Linked DNA regions of Mus musculus: all the other regions are linked to region 2. Evidence: chromatin contacts called from public HiChIP or PLAC-seq and promoter capture Hi-C data. All regions are on one chromosome and are shown on one strand. The core of a region is the stretch at or near the end of the contact, and the rest is flanking DNA. Distances in the headings are between cores, read along the strand shown.

The links. Promoter capture Hi-C pulls out the DNA fragments that hold promoters and counts their contacts. HiChIP or PLAC-seq counts read pairs in DNA pulled down with a chosen protein or histone mark.
Region 1: a promoter capture Hi-C map of neutrophils shows a contact between it and region 2, with 4 times the contacts expected there. The contact joins the promoter of Scyl2 here to the enhancer-like site in region 2. A contact is called at or near these places in 8 of 39 promoter capture datasets (the 3T3-L1 cell line, embryonic stem cells, hippocampal neurons and 4 more) and 2 of 484 Hi-C or Micro-C datasets (B cells and pre-B cells).
Region 3: an H3K27ac HiChIP or PLAC-seq map of differentiating embryonic stem cells shows a contact between it and region 2, with 8 times the contacts expected there. The contact joins the promoter of Cdk17 here to the enhancer-like site in region 2. A contact is called at or near these places in 14 of 39 promoter capture datasets (the 3T3-L1 cell line, 3T3-L1-derived adipocytes, the C10 cell line and 10 more), 1 of 15 datasets of contacts at CTCF or cohesin (embryonic stem cells), 6 of 484 Hi-C or Micro-C datasets (CD8 T cells, cardiomyocytes, cerebral cortex and 2 more), 19 of 115 datasets of contacts at active chromatin or transcription factors (Th17 cells, astrocytes, bone marrow-derived macrophages and 13 more) and 2 of 9 other capture datasets (adipose tissue and liver).

Annotation. Positions count from the first base shown.
Region 1 is chr10:89,684,844-89,687,543 of GRCm38.p6, reverse strand. Scyl2 (SCY1-like 2 (S. cerevisiae)) reads left to right here and starts at 1,250. Exons shown (of 18, transcript NM_198021.3): 1 at 1,250-1,506. It overlaps 1500026H17Rik (RIKEN cDNA 1500026H17 gene), which reads right to left and starts at 1,181. Exons shown (of 3, transcript NR_130956.1): 1 at 1,025-1,181.
Region 2 is chr10:91,193,908-91,196,607 of GRCm38.p6, reverse strand. No RefSeq gene overlaps it. Among named protein-coding and RNA genes, the nearest start is that of n-TDgtc16, 13 kb to the right of the region's middle. Within about 2 kb of position 1,332, at least 31 of the 459 cell types and tissues checked have an H3K27ac peak or open chromatin away from gene starts, as enhancers often do. A contact at or near this core is called in differentiating embryonic stem cells, embryonic stem cells and neutrophils, where this site is marked.
Region 3 is chr10:93,159,459-93,162,158 of GRCm38.p6, reverse strand. Cdk17 (cyclin-dependent kinase 17) reads right to left here and starts at 1,283. Exons shown (of 17, transcript NM_146239.2): 1 at 959-1,283.

The DNA of each region.
Region 1 (2,700 bases), core at 1-2,500, 1.5 Mb after region 2:
GTGCAGAATACAAGAATCTAAGCCTTTCCTTTCTTGACCACGAAGAACTAGAAGTAACATTACCAACACATAACTTATAAGATGCTCTTGGCAAAAGGACAGAAATAAAAGTCCACCCTTCTGGGGCTGGAAAGAGAAGGCTCAGCTAGTGAGATGATAACTTTCTAAGCATGCAGATCTAAGTTGGATCTCCTGAACATACATTAAAAAGCCAGGCTTGGTGGTGGGTGCTCCTAATTTCACAGCTGAAGAGATAAGAGAAAGGCAAAGCACCAGGTTCTATTTAGAGACCTTGTCTCAAAAACATGGACAGCTCCCCAGGAACAACTCCTAAGGCTAACCTCTAGCCTCGAGCTTTTCTGGCGTGTGTACATACAGCTGTACCTACACAAACATGTAAACACACCACACAAACATGTACACACACATACACACACACCCCATAATCCTCTTCCCTCTTCTCTTCCTCCCCCTCCTCCAATTCTTCTTGTAATAGAATCTACCCTATTACCCATCTTAAGACATTTTAACCTGAACCAGGGACAGAGCAGAGACAGGAGAGGCAGGGTTAGGGTTAGTTAGGGTGGTAGTAGTCCTACTACTATGTACGGGTTACTTGGATGGATAGCAGGGAGACAGAGGCTGTGCCCAGTTTCACCTAGGTATATTTTTCAGAACAATTTACTTCTTTCATTAAGCACGTAAGATAAATAATCTTTGTTGCTCTAATTGTGGAACTGTGGCACCGGGGTTATCTGAGAATGTCTTAGAAACGCAGAGCATCCGATCCTACTTGTGCAGCAGAATCTGCACTTTAACACGGCCCTGTGTGAGAAGCACGGCTTTTCTAGGTTCTAAGGTCACTTAGCAGAAAGTCAGAGAAAGCTGAGTCCTATGTAATCAGTCACTAGACCAGCAAGGGCAGGTGGCCTGGGAAACAGAAAAGGGGAGGGGCCTCACAACCAGAGCTGCAGTGTCCAGCCATCAAGTCACTGTCAGTCATCTCCAATATACATTTGGTTACCTGTCCTCATTATCTTGGAGAATCCCCTTCTATGGTTCCAGAAACTCGGGCTTCCTAGCCTGGGGCCCCGGAAAGCTGGTCTTGCCCGCGAAGACTAGTGATCAGAGTCACAGGTACGGCTGTCAGCAGAGGCCCGGGCTGGCTCCACCCCCGCCCCGGGAGCCCCGCCTCACTCCGCCTCGGGGAGGGCGGAGGGAAGCCAAGCCTTACCCTTCCGAACCGCCCGGAAGTGACGTCATGCAGGAGCGGGCAGGTCTTTCGGTGCTCTTCCCCCTACCGTGCTCTTCTTCCCTAGTCCCTTCCCTCCCTTCCCCCTTTACTCCTCGATCTCGGGGTTCTGCGGACTCGGGGGTGACGGAGGAGATGGAGTAAGCGTTCGGTGGCGGCCAGGAGCGCGGCCCGAGCAGTCACAGCCCGGAGGCATTGAGGGAGCCGGCGGGGGACCGGCCCCAGCACCGCCCCTCCAGGTAGCCGGCTGCGAGGTGAGTGACCTGTCTCGGGCACCGGGCGACCTGGGTCTGCGGCCAGCTTGCGGGCTACGGGTCTCCCCGGGCCTCCCGGCTGCTACTGTTGCCTAGTGACGGGCCGGGTCGGGCGGGCTGGCGGTGGGTGGCCCGGGAAGCCGGATCCAGGTAGCGAGAAGCGGGAGGGAGCGGATCTCAGAGGCCGGTGACTCTGGGCGAGGCCTTCGGGCGACGGGAGCCCCGCTGCCTGGGTCATTCTGCTGCTGGGAGAGTCCCCAGAGCTGGCGCAGGAGCTCGGGTTTCCGCCGTGGAGATCTCCGTATCCTTTTGGGAAATTGGACAGTGCTCCGGGACTGCTGAGACAGCCCCCCTCGTTTCTGATACTTGGTTCCGATAGCTGGGGTCACCGGCTAAGGCCCTGCACTTCGGACGCCTTTCTCTGATGGTAGTTGTCTTTCTGGACTGGACGGTTATTGTGTGTGTGAGGTGGGTGGGGCAGATAAGGTTTGAGAGAAAGAAATCCCCATGGGGGCTCCAGTGCGCCTGTTTAAGCTACAGAAAAAGGTTTAGACAGATAAAGCTTGCAGAAACTTCTTGGGATTCGCATGGACGCGTTACCTGTGATCAGTAATTAAGGACACACAGTGTTTCCCTTTCTCAACAGGATTGAAGAGACTCCAGACCAGCTCCTTAAAGTGATTTTGATTGTAAATTATCAGCTAGAGGTTTTTCTTTGCACATCAAAACCAGGGATTGTGTGATGACACTTTGAAACGCCGTATTTAAGTTTTCTGAGTCGTGCGCCTCTGTTCAGAGAAAGCAATTTAACAAAGATGCTGTAAGTCAGTCAGCCATTACAAAACCCAAGCAGTTCTGGTGTTTGCTTGGAAGATTCTTTTTCGACTTTGAAGGCTTTCCCCTCCTTAATAAAGGTTGGAGGAGAAGGGGATTGTGGTTATGCAAAGGAAAGGAGCCTAACTGAACACATAGAGCTTTATTCTGTTCAGATATACCTACGCACATGTGAAGATCATTCATTTTGTCTGTCAGAGACGATTACATATGTAATACAGATGTGTTGTAATTCCATACAGTAGGACATTGCTATACAAATACATTCTATATTTGGGAATTAAATCATGTTGACATAGTTGAAATTTGTGATTTATCCTCTCAAAAAAAAAAAACCAAAAAACCAAAAAAACTCCCCAA
Region 2 (2,700 bases), core at 83-2,582:
GAGCAAAGTGGGCATTTTTAGCTGCCTAGTTGACATTCGTTTCCACCATATTTCTTGCTCACCAAGCCCACGTTTGTACATGCTTAAAGCAGAAACACACTGCGGGTTATGAGTCTTTCCCCACAGCCTTATTCTATACCCTCTAGTGGTGTTTCCTCCCTTTTGCTGTAGTTTTCTTCATGATGGGAATGTGGCTGGCATAAATATCTGACCAGTCAGATACATAGAGAGTTAAACTCTGTTATGACTTGGCTTCCTGATAAAGAGAGCTTAGGCCAGTATTGGTGCTTCTTTTTCCCTGTTCTGTATGGGGTCATGTGTGAGTGGGATGTTGCAGAAAGCATCTTGTGACCATGAAGGACTTTTTTAAAATTCCACAAGTACGAGGTGTGGTGGTACACAACTTTAATCCCGGCCGGCACTGAAGAGGCAAAGATAGGATGGATCTCTGAGTTTGAGGCTGGCATGGTCTACAGTGTGAGTAGCCAGAGCGACTTAATGGGAGCCTGCCAACTAAACAAAAAACTTTACAAGAGCCAAAGGAAAAAAAAAAAAAAAACAGTAGAAGAAAGAAAAGAGAACCATCGTTGGATATAAGGCTACTTACCAGCAATCCAAACACCAGGGAGGATCATAGGCTACATGGTAAAACCCTACCTCCAGGGAAAAGAAGAGGAGGTGGGAAAGGAGGAAGAGATTTACTGGAAGGAAGCAGAAACTGTAAAGGAGGGAAGATGCTGCAGATGGCACCCTCTCACGTTCTCCCCAAGAAAAGACAGTATTTTTGTTTCCATAAGATGAGAACCAAATACGATACTGAAAGCAGGATCTAAATGTGAGAATGAGCATATGAAATCTTACAACACGAAAACAGAATTTAAAAATCAAAATAAAGGCGAGGGTAGAAATGTGTAGAAAAGCCATTGAAAGTACAGCATGAAAACCAGGCTAAGACCGATGGATCCCAGCAGGTCCATGGCCAGATAATCTAAACAAAGCAGAGAGCACCAGCTTCAGGTAGGAACCCTGACTCAATAATAAACAAACAAACAAACAAACAAACAAAAAGTGGAAAGCAGTTGAAGAAGACATCTAGCTTTGACCTCTAGCATCTAAACCTCGCGCGCTCATGCGCACGCGCGCACACACACACACACCAAAAGTACACACACATATCCTACAGAACTTGAAAGGAACTGGGAAAAAGCCCCGCTGTCGAGTTGTAGTCCAGAGTCCTCTCTGCCACTGGCACAGCTGCTTGGGCAGGCAGAACGCAGGGAGTTTGACTGTGCTTACTCCATCCCTGGGCGGATGCCCCGCTGTAGGGAAGCACCCGGGGCACTGCTCTGGGGAGTGTAAAAGGGAAGTCTGAGGTGTGGCAAGGGCTGTGAGCAGAGAATGGGGGTGGGGGTGGGGGGGTACAGGCCGGGGATAATGCCTAGGCCATGGCATGGGAAAGCTCCTGCTTGTCTCTCCAGGATAATTGTCCTCATCTTGGTGGCAGCAGGCTTGCTGGCGGTTGTGGCTGGGATCTCAGAGAGGCCTTCTGTTGAAACTAGGCTGCAGCTCTGTAGGCGAAGACTTTCTTCATTGCTCCCCACAGGAAATCTTGATGAAAAGAGGCAGGCCAGCCGGGCGGTGATGGCCCATGCCTTTAGTCCCAGCACTTGGGAGGCAGAGGCAGGCAGATTTCTGAGTTCCAGGCCAGCCTGGTCTACAGAGTGAGTTCCAGGACAGCCAGGGCTACACAGAGAAACCCTGTCTCAAAACCGAAAAAAAAAAAAGAAAAAAAGAAAAGAGGCAGGGCAGGCCATGGTTCTAAACAGTTTATTGTCATGACATAAAATGAATGCATAAAACTATACCCCACTTCTCAGGGTGGGCCTGAGATTACCCTTTGTAGGGAGGAATGTCTGGGAAGGGAAGCTTACTGGCTAAGCCCTCCAGGCCTCTAGAGGCACCTCATTAGAATGGAGAATTCTGTTTTGGGGCCTATGTGGCTGTGGTCACATCTCTTTTCCTATTGTCTTGGTCTGAGATGTTAGGGATGCCTCACCTACATGTGGAAGGGCTTAGGGTGTTGCCCTTATGTGACTGATGGCCACAAATCTCTGTATGGGGTGGGGTGGGGGGGACTGCGGCTAGGTGACAGGGGCCTGGTGCCAGGAGCAAGCGAAGCTCCTACCATCCCTTAGGGTCACCAGGGCTTCCAGCCTTTGGCTCGACCTTACCAGGCTTCCGCTCACAGTCCACCGCCCCACATCCCACACTCTTAGATTTTTTTTACAGATGTCTACTACATGACTCAAGCTTCACACCTGCCCGATGTCAAAGCAGGATATTCTGTATTTCCATGATTCACCCATAAGCCCAACCCCCAACCCCATTTTCCCAAGTGGGACTTTTGTTTTCTCACAGATCTACTGTGATCCAGAGATGTGCTGAACTTATCTTTTATGTAACTGGGTCAGCAGTGGAGCACGCCTTTAATCCCAGCACTCAGGAGGCAGAGGCAGGCAGATATGTGAGGCCAGCCTGGTCTACAGAGCAAGTTCCTGGACAACCAGGGCTACACAGAGAAAACCTATCTCATAAACCAAACAATACAGTAGTTAAGAAGTTCTATAGGTTGTAAATATACAACAGGCTCAAGGAGTAATTATCAAAGAAATCAGGGGTAACACAGAAGAGGGAAAATGT
Region 3 (2,700 bases), core at 34-2,533, 2.0 Mb before region 2:
AGGGCCACTGATGCGTCGTCTTCGATGGCCACATTAACATAAGGGAAAGGCGCCACGGATTTCAGCTAAAGGCTTTTGCCATTTTTGAAGAAGAAAAGCTAATTGTTAATGGCCATGTGACACAGAAGATCCCAGAAAGGAAAGGGTGGGAGGAAAAAAAAAAAAAAGAGAAGAGTTCAAGGCAGTTCAGGGTCAGACCAAGTCAGGCATCCTGTCATTAGCAAACGTTCCCCTAGCTGAAGGCAAAATACCGCTTACCCCAGAAGGAGTGGGTGAAAAGTAGGGGAGAGAATGAGTGGGGAACCACAGGGGACGGCGAGGTGGCAGCGTGGGGGTGATGTGGGGAAGAAAACTGGGGCCACCCAGCTGAGATGGGGAGCAGAAGCAACCGGACAAAAACACCGAGAAAAGCAACTGCGGCTAAGACAACGGTGGAACACACACACACACAACCCCCTCTTCCCGGGTTCTCTGGGTTTCCCACAGTCCCTCCGCCTCCGGTTGGAGCGACACTCAGGGGTGTGACCCGCCAGCAAGAGGGCTGCCCGGAGCTTTGTGTCGACCCGCTCCCCCACGAGAGGGCTCCTCCCCCGCGGAGCTGCCCACCCACCCGCGCGCAGCCTCCCGCGTCTCCAAGGAGCCCGCAGCGCCGCGTCCTCGCCCACTCCCGCCGCCCCGCGCCCGCGCCTCCACCCCGGCCCCGGGGACCTTTGTGTCTCGGGGGGACTTTCCGCCTCTTCCCCTCCCGGCGCCCCACGGGGCCAGCAGCCTCCCCAGGAAGCCTCGATCGGCTGCGAACTCTCAGCGGCGGCGCATGGAGCCCCTCCCCCCAGGTCCCCCAACCAGCTCCGCACTCCCGCAGCCCACGCCGCGCGTGGACATGCGACCGACAAGATCCCCACTCGAGCCGCCCGCTGACAGGCGTCACGATCCCTGCCCAGCCCCGCTGCCAACTCACCAGCAAGTGCGGGGACCGCGGGCTCCGGACCGGCGGGCGCGCAGAGCGAGCGAGCGGATGCAGGTCCGGTGGTGGCGGACGCGCCGAGGCGCCTCAGGCTCAGGCCTCCCCCCACCCCCCAACCTCGCGCCTTCCGCTCCGCGAGGGCCGCCGGCCGCCTCACGCGTGGCAGAGCCCCCCGCTCAACATGGCTCCCGGGCCGCGGAGCCTCGCGGACGGCCCAGTACTCCCGGCCACCGAGCCGGGGCGGAGCGAGGCGGCGGGGCGCGGGCTGCCGGACTGCCGGGCGCTGGGTAGACCGCAGCCGCCGCTCTCGTTCGTCTGAGTGCGCGTTGCTTTCTCTCGCTCGGAGGCTGCGGCTTGACGCCTCCGCCTGTTCCCCGGAGCGAGCGAGAGCGGGGGTTAGAAAAAAAAAAAGAAAAGAAAAAAGGAAAAAAAAAAAAAAAAGACTTTTATTGAAACGATCCAACCAGCGGCGGCGGAGAAAAGCGACCGGCTGCGGGAGCTTCCCCACCCCCGCCTGCACGGCTCGCCTGGGGCAGCGCGACCCCTGCCGGCGGTGGCGGCGACGGCGGCATGCGGGGCGGAGCCTTGCCTGGGGGTGGGGCTTATGACTGGGGCGTGGTCTGGGCGGGGCTGGGGGGTATTCCCAGGAAACTTCAAGCGTGGCTTCAAACGCGGCTGGAGAGCAAGGGAGACCCTGTCCGTGGACAGAACGCTGAACAGTGTCTGACCATCGCGATTGGTGAGGAACCGATCGCCACAAATCAGCCCCTCACTGTCCCCTCGCAACAATAAAACTCTGCTTGAAGTATTCCAGGCGCTACTGTACACAGGATGCCTGCCTCAGTACAGTGCTTCAGATGACCCACAAAGAAATACCTCGGTCGATTGCTGCAATTTTCTTCTGTTCTGTGACTGGATATGCGTGGCCAGTGCAGTAATCACCCACGCACAAAGCTTTGATTTCAACCACAGTGTTTTTAAATGTTATTACACTGTTGGCTCTAGGCTGGGGGGGGAGGGTGGAGGGGGGAACTAAAATGGTTACAATAAAACTGTGTTGTGAAAGAGTCAATGCTAAGTTATAGGACCCAGAAAGAGATACTGTTGCAGTGAGTTAGATTCTGTTGCTTGAAGGAGGCAGGCCAAAGAGGTTGGCCCAGTTTCTGTAAATCTTTTTACTTTCTTCTTCCCCAGTTAGGAACAACTGAATGTGTAGACAAACTAAAGTGATCCTGGCCCATTTCTTTCCACAAGTAGGGATAGAAGCTTAAAGTAAAAGCAGACTTAAGTGGCAGAGGAAAATACTGAGAGAACTGAAAGAAGACAGTAGGGTCCGGATGTGGACACCCTAACCAAGAAAAGGTTAACGGTATAAAAGGCCAGTAGGGTGAAGGTTGGGGTTTTTTGTTGTTGTTGTTGTTATGTTTTGTTTTTCTGTTCTTATCACCAGGAAGTGCACGATATATTTTAAATCTCATTATCTACTAAGGACTTCTGAATCGTATCTTTTCTGATTGATGCGCCTTTCCTTGAAGATACTTCCTGCCCTTCTGTCTAGAACTTTGTCGGACACAGCTGGATGTGTTTTCTACAGCTCATAAGGTTCATATATATCAACCGGAGTTCTCCTGTGTCTCCAAAATTACCAGAACTATAGGTTAACAATAATTATCCTCTACAAAGACTTCAACACTTGTTTACCCTATAAAAATGTCCATATTTATACTTCCCTTCAA